3 separate regions of the Mus musculus genome follow, and all the other regions are linked to region 2. The links are chromatin contacts, called in public promoter capture Hi-C maps. All regions are on one chromosome and are shown on one strand. The core of a region is the stretch at or near the end of the contact, and the rest is flanking DNA. Distances in the headings are between cores, read along the strand shown.

Region 1 (2,761 bases), core at 10-2,509, 1.0 Mb after region 2:
TTCATTTAGGTACATCCACAGCTGCTTACCAACGTCACTGCAGATGGACAGAGATACTAAAGTAGGTACCATCTGGCATTTTGTAGACGGTGCTTGCCACTCCTTGTTCAAGAACCTTGTTCTAGATAGAATATTGCACTGATCAAACTGGAAAGGGAAGAAGCCAAGGTCAGCAGCCTCAGTTTTAGGACACGACTCGCTCCTGTGCTAAGTGATGAGAAGTTTAATAATGGTTTTATCACTAAAGTGGTTTTAGTGCAGAACTCATTTGGATAAAATGAGGGATAAAACATGTAAAAGAGTTGGAGGAAAAACTTGAAAAGGTAATGTAGAAATTCATTAAAAAAAAAAAAAAAAAGCCAAACCTTTCGGTCTTCCCTAACTGTCAGCACCCACTGTCCTCTGAATATAATCAGTAGTTCTCATGACATTCATGTGTTTAATAGCTTGTGGGGTCAGCCCTCATAAATCAAGTGAAAGTTGCAAGACTAAGCACCTTTACTGCAGTATTGCAAGTACTTAGAAAATAGTGCAAAACACACAGAAGGCAGTCAACCAATGCTTGCTAAATGTACTAAGAACTTTTTCCAGTGTTGGATTTTTGAATGAGTAAATCTCATGTCCAGGAGTCTGTTCAGCTAGCTCCAACTTCCGGGAGTCACCCAAGAAAAAGCGCTCCACAAATACTGAACAGGTCCCAAAGTGGACAGAGGGGAGGGGAGGGGATGCGAGGGGAGGGGAGGGGAATGATCGCGAAAGGCTTCCAAACCTTGTCCTTGTTTTTCACCATTTCTGAAATATATGCTGAGTGCAACTATGGGAAGACCATTTTCATAATCTATAATACTCCTCCTTTTAAAGGACTTTCGTTAACCGCTTGCAAAGGTGAGTGCCGGGTAGAGGACATTAGCTCGCTAAGTCCCTAGAAATCACACTTGGAGACTAAGCAGGCTTTCCCAGGAGAAGTCCAAAGCCAACATAAGCAGGAGGCTGGGGGCTGGCCGTTAACCGCAAGGCAGTGGTTGAGCCCTCGGGATCATCCCGGCGGGGGGCGCAGCATCTCCGCCAAGGCCGCAGGCTCTCACCATCAGCTGCCCGAGCCACCCTGTACCTCGCAGTCCACTCGCCCTGCCCACGCCCCGCGCCGCCCGCTCACCTTCAGCCCCTGGGAGTCCATGGCCGCCGGCTACCCGGAGGGTGCCCACCGCTGCCCGCCGCAGGGTTAGGGGTTCAGACCCACTTCCCGGGCCCTCAAACCCTAAGGGACGCGGCGTGCAGCACGAGGGGCGTGGCCCGATCTCCATTGGTTGTCGGCGTGAGGGGGCGGAGCTTAGTTGTAGGACTAGGAAGGAGGGGGCCACCGGAGCAGGCGAGGAGGGAACCCCGAGGGAGGACCGCGAGGGCGACTGGGGCTGGAATCCGCTGAGCATTGAGTGCTGCCGAGTTGTGGGGCTAGAGGAGGGAGGTCCAGCCTGGAAACGGCGCGAGGAGGAGGGATTGGGTGGAGCAAGAGATATGAGATTAAAGAATAAAGATGATGAAGCAGCAAATAGGAGGGAGAGCCATGCCGCTTTTCATCCCTGCAAACAAAGGCCGACTCCATTTTCTCAGCATTTTTTGTGGAAGCCGATTTGCGCAATGCGGCTTAGTACTTGACCAGGGAAAATGATTTACCTGACACGTGTAGTAATCGTGTCTGGGCCACAAGGTGGCGCAGAAAAATCACAGTTCGGCAAAAACCTTGAAGCCTGGCTTGGGCTTGTTCTAAATCTTTTCAGGCGCTGCTGTAATTTTGCTATTCGAGTGCTTATTAAACTGCTCCGCCAGATTTCCACCCCCAAAGTCTTATTTAAAAATATGTGGTTACCTCTTTTAGATTTCTATTTCTTAAGTGTTTGCTGTAGTTTGGATCTAAACTGTCCCTCAAAGACACACGTGCTGAATGTTCCCCAGCCCGTGTGCTGTTGGGAGTGGTGGAACCTTTGATAGATGAGGCCAAATGAAAGGACTTTAGAAGATTCTCACGTGACCTTGAAGAAGACATTGGGACCATGGACTTGCTGTTTGCTTTTCTTTTTGCTTTTCTGTTTGCTTCCTGGCAGCCTTCCTTAGAAGATCTTCACCAGTGTATTTATCATGAGATCCAGCAAGCTGACTGAGAGGGGCATCTAGACACACTAATTTGTTTCTGCTTGTATTCTTTAAAGGACTGCAGGCAGCTGTGGCCGTTATACTGATGTTTTAGTGGGCCTCCTGCCTGCTCTTAGGACTCTTCCTTCAATCGGGTTGCTTTCTCCATCCTCCGTATGAGATCTTTTACCTTGTCTTACTGTATTTTGGTCCTGTTTGGCTGTCATCTCTTAGAAGCCTACTTCTTTCTGAAGAGGAGAGGGAGGGGGAATGGATCTAAAGGAATGGAGAAGCGGATGTGGTGAAAAGCTAGGAAGAGTGGGGTGGGGGAACTGTGGTTGGGATGAGAGAAGAATCCATTTCAATTAAAAAAAAACAGGCAGAATGATGTAGACAGTTCTAGAATTCTATCTTATCAAGAAGAGAGGTACTTAAGGTCATGACAAAGCAGTGGGGATGCTAATTATTCCAATGTGACCCCTGCTCTTTGTATGTGTGCACTGAAATATCGCACTGTATCCCAGTGAAAACCACCAGTTTCCACATTTTTGAGCATCATATAAGCCTTTTGAGTTTCAGTGGAGTCTTGGGACAGAAAGGGCCTTATGATACTGAGTGAGAATTAGTGTTG
Region 2 (2,700 bases), core at 17-2,516:
GGGGTGCTTTATGGCAAAGAGGCTACATGACAGCAGTGAGGCGGTCTCACCTAGGACAGGGTTGTGTAGCTTGACCATTTACTACGACAAAGGTTATTCTCAAGTTCTCCTTGGCCCTTGCAGGACTACCTGTTCCCACCACTGTTTACCCAAACGTTTAACAGAGTGATGTTTAGCATATTTGGCAGGAAGGCATGCTTCATTTAATATTAACTCACCATGTGACAGCCCCTTCCCTTCCAATCGCTCCTCAAACACGTGACGGTAAAAAAAAAAAAAAAAAAGTATAGGTGTTTGCCAATGCGACTGACTTCGCACTCGGCTTTGGCATCACCAATTGGCCAGAAGCACATACACACACACACCCCCAGTCAGAGGCGAGCACCCCGCCTGCTCCCGGAACTGTCAAGCCGGGCTGACAGCTGGCACACCTTGCTGCGCCCTCCGTGGACTTTCAGGAAGCCCCTTCCTTGCAGTCACCTTGACAGAAACCATCCTCCTGGGCTGGAGCGCTTGGCTGTGGAAACTTTTCCTTCCTTTCCCGGAGCGCGCTTACAGGTGTCGTCCCCCCCGCCGCTACAGAGCCCCAACAAGGGGCCCTTTGTTACCACTTTTGCTCCGGGACTCCTCACCCAACGCCTGCCATTCGCCTGGCCTTCCGTAACCCCGATCGGAAAGCTTGCCCAAAGTACCGAACCCCCCACCCCGACTCGTCCGGGAGGACGCAGTCTCCCGCCCGCGTGTGGGTCGGCCCGGGAGCCCGGCGGCCCCGCGGGGAGCTCGCCTCGGGCAGGTGAAGCGCGCGAGGCCTCGGCGGCCGGGAGGGAGGCTTACTTACCCTGCGGAGCCCGCGGGCTGCATGGCGGGGGTGCGGGGCGCGCTGCGGGGTAGGGGATCCGGGACGCTGCGGTCCATCGCGCTGCTGGCCGCGGCGCGGGCTCGGGCTCGGAGGCGGCGCGTCACTGCTAGGGTGGGAGAGGCCGGCGGGTCAGGGCGGGAGCGGCCGGGCCAAGAGCCCGCCTCGACCCACGGCAGCCAGGGGCGGCCCCGCCTCCCCGGGGCGCTTCCACCTGCCGGTCGGTCCCTGCCCGAGGGCGCCGCGACGACGGCTACAGGTCCCCGCCCCGGCCGCAGCCCGCAGCCAGTCCCGGGCGAAGGGGCGGCGCGCGGCAGCCCGGGCTGTGAAGGAGGAGGAGGAGCGGACCGGGCGCGGGACGGTCGCCACGCCCGCAGTGCTTGGGCTCCAGCGGCCCGCTGCGCACCAACTGAATCCCGTGCAAACTTTTCCGGAGGAGCTGCGAACCACAGCGCCCCCGCCTTCCCAAGCCACTGCCCGCTTTAGGGGACCCGGCCCGTCCAGGCTCCGCTCCTCCCCCGCACGGCTAGCTCGGACGCCCGGAGCGAGCGCGCGGCGGAAAGCGGCCGGCCCCCGGCCGCCGCGCCCGCGCCCCAACTCACCCTGCCCCATGGCCCTGCCGGGAGCCCCGAGCTCGCAGCCGCCTCGGCCACCTCGCTCTGCAGAAGTGAGGGTGACGAGGTCAGCATCGGAGCGAGCAGAGCAGCCAGCCGGAGAGGGGACGGGTAGGGCGAGCGGGCGGGGACGTGGAGCGAGGAGGAATTTCCTACCCCACCCCGCACCCCTCCGCGGAGCACGCGGCTTTTAGGTACCGCGGGGGAGGCCGGTGGAGAGGAAGCGTCTAGGCTGCTCGTTTTAGTCCCCACTGACACTGAGTAGCTTTGGGAAGCCTCGCGAACCCAAGAGGAAGAGTGGGCGGACAGGGAGGCTACCTGGCCAGCAAAACCCCAGGGAGGACCCAAGCTGTAGCGGAAGTGAGGAGAGCTCATGGACCGAGTCCTGCTGATTGACCACCTGCAGTCTGACCTTCGAAGTGCAGGATTTTCTTTTTAACCTTACTGACCCCTACGGTTGCTAGCCCTTAAAAGGCACCTCTGACATTGTGATCTTTTTAATCCCTGGCAGGTTTAAGCTCGTCCAGTCTTCCCAGACATGCCTCTCTTGATGTAAACAGCCAACAGCTGGGATTTGAGGACTGGACGTTCTCATGATGACAGTCTATAAGCTAAGAAAGAACAGCAGAGATTTAGTGGCCTCCTGGAAGTTTCACAGGAATAAAGGAATCTCAGACAGTGCTTGCTTGTTTGTAGTTTCGGTTCCTGCAAGAGTTCTTCTCAGAGGAGACGTGCCACCTGACAACCGGGTGCATATTGTCTCCTTACCCTTAGACCCTTGCCAACTGTTTTAAAGTAAATCATATTGATGAGTCCAAAAGCGAACATCAGGAAATAATGCTAAATTAAAAATATATAAATGGATACCTCAAGTGGCAAATCTGTAGGCATAAAAACATGATGTAGGATAACAAAGGACTTAACATTTTTGGTTCACATTAAAATTAAACTAGTATTTATAACCCGTGCTTAATTAAAGGTTCTTTGTTGCTCATTCATTACAACCACCACCAATAATTTCTGGAACCAAAAGTACTAACTACTACTCCACATAATTGGATTTTGTCTCTTTCCTCTCCCTTGTGGTGAATATGGTCTCAGTACATCTTTGAATATGAAATGGAGGTGAAGATCGTGGTGACTTCTGCGATGACTGTGTTAGAACTCTATCATTAAAAGTTGCTTTTAAATAATTTGACTAATAACGAGGCAATTGTTTGAAATGGATCT
Region 3 (2,805 bases), core at 32-2,531, 1.1 Mb before region 2:
ACAGACATAGACATGTTTAAAAAGAATTGGACATCATGAGCATCTGGTTCCCAAGCAGCCTCCAATGGTTTTTATCATGCTATTTAATTTGTCTTCCCTATTTAAATGCAAAGGAAGTAAATTCCAAAACTGACATACCATAAACACTGGTGCTACTGATCATTTCTTGCTGGTAGCACAAAAAGCTGAATTGGATTTCTCACAAGCAGGAATTCCAAAGGTTGCTTTTCATTAAAGCCACTTTTCCTCTCAGCTATCAAATGTCACTGCCTTGAAACGTGGGCCCTTTCGTCAGGTATTCATTTAACCTACATGCATATAATTAAGGGGGAAAGCAACATCAACAAAAAGGGGATCTCAGATCACAGGAGAAGAAAGAAAGGAAAAAAAGCACATGACCGGGAATACAAGTCCATGTCAATTTCACTCACTCCCATTGAAACTAACAAGAGCTCCGGGGAGGACGGTAATAGGATCAGTGGATTGTATATACCATTAAATTATACATCTTTCTCTCCCGTTCCTTGCCAACAATACGCCCACCACGCTGTACCCCCTCCCGCATGATGTGCTTACAGTTTTCTGCAACCGATCCTCTGACATTTTTCTCGATCCCCCAGCCACGAGATTGTAATTTAACCTCAACTTTTTGTGTGTGTGCAAGATTCTTATTTACACTTCTTATTTACTTAGAAGTTAGTTCCCGAAGAAAGTCTAGCCCCACCCTATGGCTCCGCTTTCTTATTTTATTTTTTTTATTTTTTGAGGTAAAAAGATAGTAGTGAGTAAGCCCAATATCGCGAAAAGCGAGATTCTTGCAGTCACGAACTCTTAATCCCATACTATTGTTATAACGATTAAGCTGCAGAAATATGCATCATAATGTTTCAGGGCTACTTTGTACAGAGAAATTAGACAGCAGGTTGGCGTACAAAATAGAAACGAATGCAAATTAAATTTACTGTTTACGGCACAACTCTGAGACCTCTTCTCACTACAGGTCTTGGATCTATCTATATTCTTTAAAAATAAAACAAAAACAAAAAATTTAAACAGATGGTAAAAAACTACGAAGCTCTCCTTACCTGGACGCGCAGAGCGAGCTCCCGATAGGTTAGCGTAGCATCGATCCGATGTGTTTGCTGATGAATGGAAGCTAGGGTTAAGTGAAGGTGCCTATGATTTGAAATCATTCCAAGTTTTTGAAGGGAAGACGGACTGCAGCCTCTGCCATGTTGGAATTTCAAACCCAAAACAGCTGCTTGGAAGGAGCCAGCATGCCAGAGGCTGAGCGCAGGCGCAGAGCGCCGCCGAGCCAAATTCAAATCACTTTCACACTAAGAGCCAAAGATCAGTTTTCAAAGGAGAGAGGGAGAAAGAGACGCAGGCGGCCGCGCGGCCGGGCGTCGGGAGGCAGTGGCGAGAGGCGGGCGTTGGAGCGCGGCGGGCCGGGAGCCCCGGGAGGGAGCGGCGGCGCGGGCCGGGACTGCAGGGGGAGCGGAGGCGGGAGGCGGCGAGCGGCGCCCGGCCGCGGGCGGACAGGGAGGGCGCAATGGCCGGCCGCCGGGTCATGTTACACGGCCCGGGCCTCGGCGGCCGCCCAGCCTCACAGCTGCGCTCCCGCGGCCCGGAGGGGGCCCCGAGGTCATGCCGGCGCGCGGGGACGCGGAGCCCGGCCCAGCCCGCGCGCGGGGAGCGACGCCCCCGGGGGAAGCGAGCCCCGCTGTCCACGCGCGATCGCGCGTCCCTGAGGGCCCCTCCCCGGTCCTCCGGTCACCACCGTAGCCTGGCCAGCCCTCCCTGCTGCTGCGCGCACGGGACGGGGACCGGGACGTGGAGCCGGGACGTCCCCTATCCCCGAGGCTCCCCGCACCAGTCCGAAAATGACTTTATCTGCTAGGGAGAGGCAAGTTGGGGAGGCAGATCAGCTTGAACCCACTTCACCGCCTCCACCTCCCCGGGAATAAATAAAAACCCTAAGTATCTAGGTGTGCGGTCCCCTCTCAAGCTCCCCCGGCTCCCCTCCCTACCTCCCCCAGGCGGCTCGGGCAGGGGAGAGCAGCGCCCGGGGGCCCACGGTGAGGGCTGTTGGTGCGCAGGCAGAGACCTGGGGCTTCAGCTTTCCCAGCCCCCCGCTATGGAGCAATCTGGGGACCCAGGAGAAGGAAGAGAGTCGGGGCTTTGTGGTGCTGGGAGCTGAGGAAGAATGAAATGTGCAGTTGAGTGTGTGGCTCGCATCCCAGGGAGCAGTGCCGTGCTGATTGTCTGTGGCTGAGATAGCCTTTTGTTCGCAACATAAGGTTTAAGAAACACACACACGTTTTCTGGGGTCTCTTGTTAGATGTAAATGTGCTGCATCCAGACGCTTACTATGCAGTGTAAGCTCAGTTGGTTTACTAATCACCCCGCCCCACCCCCAAACAATCAGGATCATTTGAATGGGAACCTCATTCAGACTTCTGGGCTGAGAGGATTGCCTTCAACCTATTTCATCCTAGACTAGCCAACCATCCAACTGAGATAATAAAGCAAACAATAACATTTGATCATGATGTCTACGAGATAATGTGCCCGGCAAAGTTCTTAAGGAATTGTAATGAGAGAAAGAGAGAGTTGGGCAATAATTTCTCTTCATTTTCATTAAATATGACTTTAATAGATAAATGGTGAGTTTATACTTTGGCCTGCTGGATGTCCAGTCCTCTATATTTCAACTAAGCTGAGAATGCAAGAGGCAAATTATGTATTCGACCAGGAGGCCATCTAGCTGAAAATGTTACTTTGAAGGTTGGAGCAGAAAATACA

Evidence for each region. Promoter capture Hi-C pulls out the DNA fragments that hold promoters and counts their contacts.
Region 1: a contact with region 2 is called in a promoter capture Hi-C map of embryonic stem cells, with 5 times the contacts expected there. The contact joins the promoter of Ttc21b here to the promoter of Cobll1 in region 2. A contact is called at or near these places in 2 of 39 promoter capture datasets (embryonic stem cells and pre-B cells), 1 of 484 Hi-C or Micro-C datasets (embryonic stem cells) and 1 of 115 datasets of contacts at active chromatin or transcription factors (embryonic stem cells).
Region 3: a contact with region 2 is called in a promoter capture Hi-C map of liver, with 4 times the contacts expected there. The contact joins the promoter of Fign here to the promoter of Cobll1 in region 2. A contact is called at or near these places in 6 of 39 promoter capture datasets (frontonasal cranial neural crest, hippocampal neurons, liver and 2 more) and 1 of 484 Hi-C or Micro-C datasets (embryonic stem cells).

Annotation. Positions count from the first base shown.
Region 1 is chr2:66,255,358-66,258,118 of GRCm38.p6, forward strand. It overlaps Ttc21b (tetratricopeptide repeat domain 21B), which reads right to left and starts at 1,260. Exons shown (of 29, transcript NM_001047604.2): 1 at 1,157-1,260. The coding sequence starts at 1,177.
Region 2 is chr2:65,237,525-65,240,224 of GRCm38.p6, forward strand. Cobll1 (Cobl-like 1) reads right to left here and starts at 1,267. Exons shown (of 14, transcript NM_177025.6): 1 at 839-1,267. The coding sequence starts at 915. Gm13594 (a long non-coding RNA gene) reads left to right here. Exons shown (of 2, transcript XR_001783320.2): 1 at 1-558; 2 at 1,982-2,672.
Region 3 is chr2:64,096,757-64,099,561 of GRCm38.p6, forward strand. Fign (fidgetin) reads right to left here and starts at 1,282. Exons shown (of 4, transcript NM_001267846.1): 1 at 1,086-1,282; 2 at 139-308.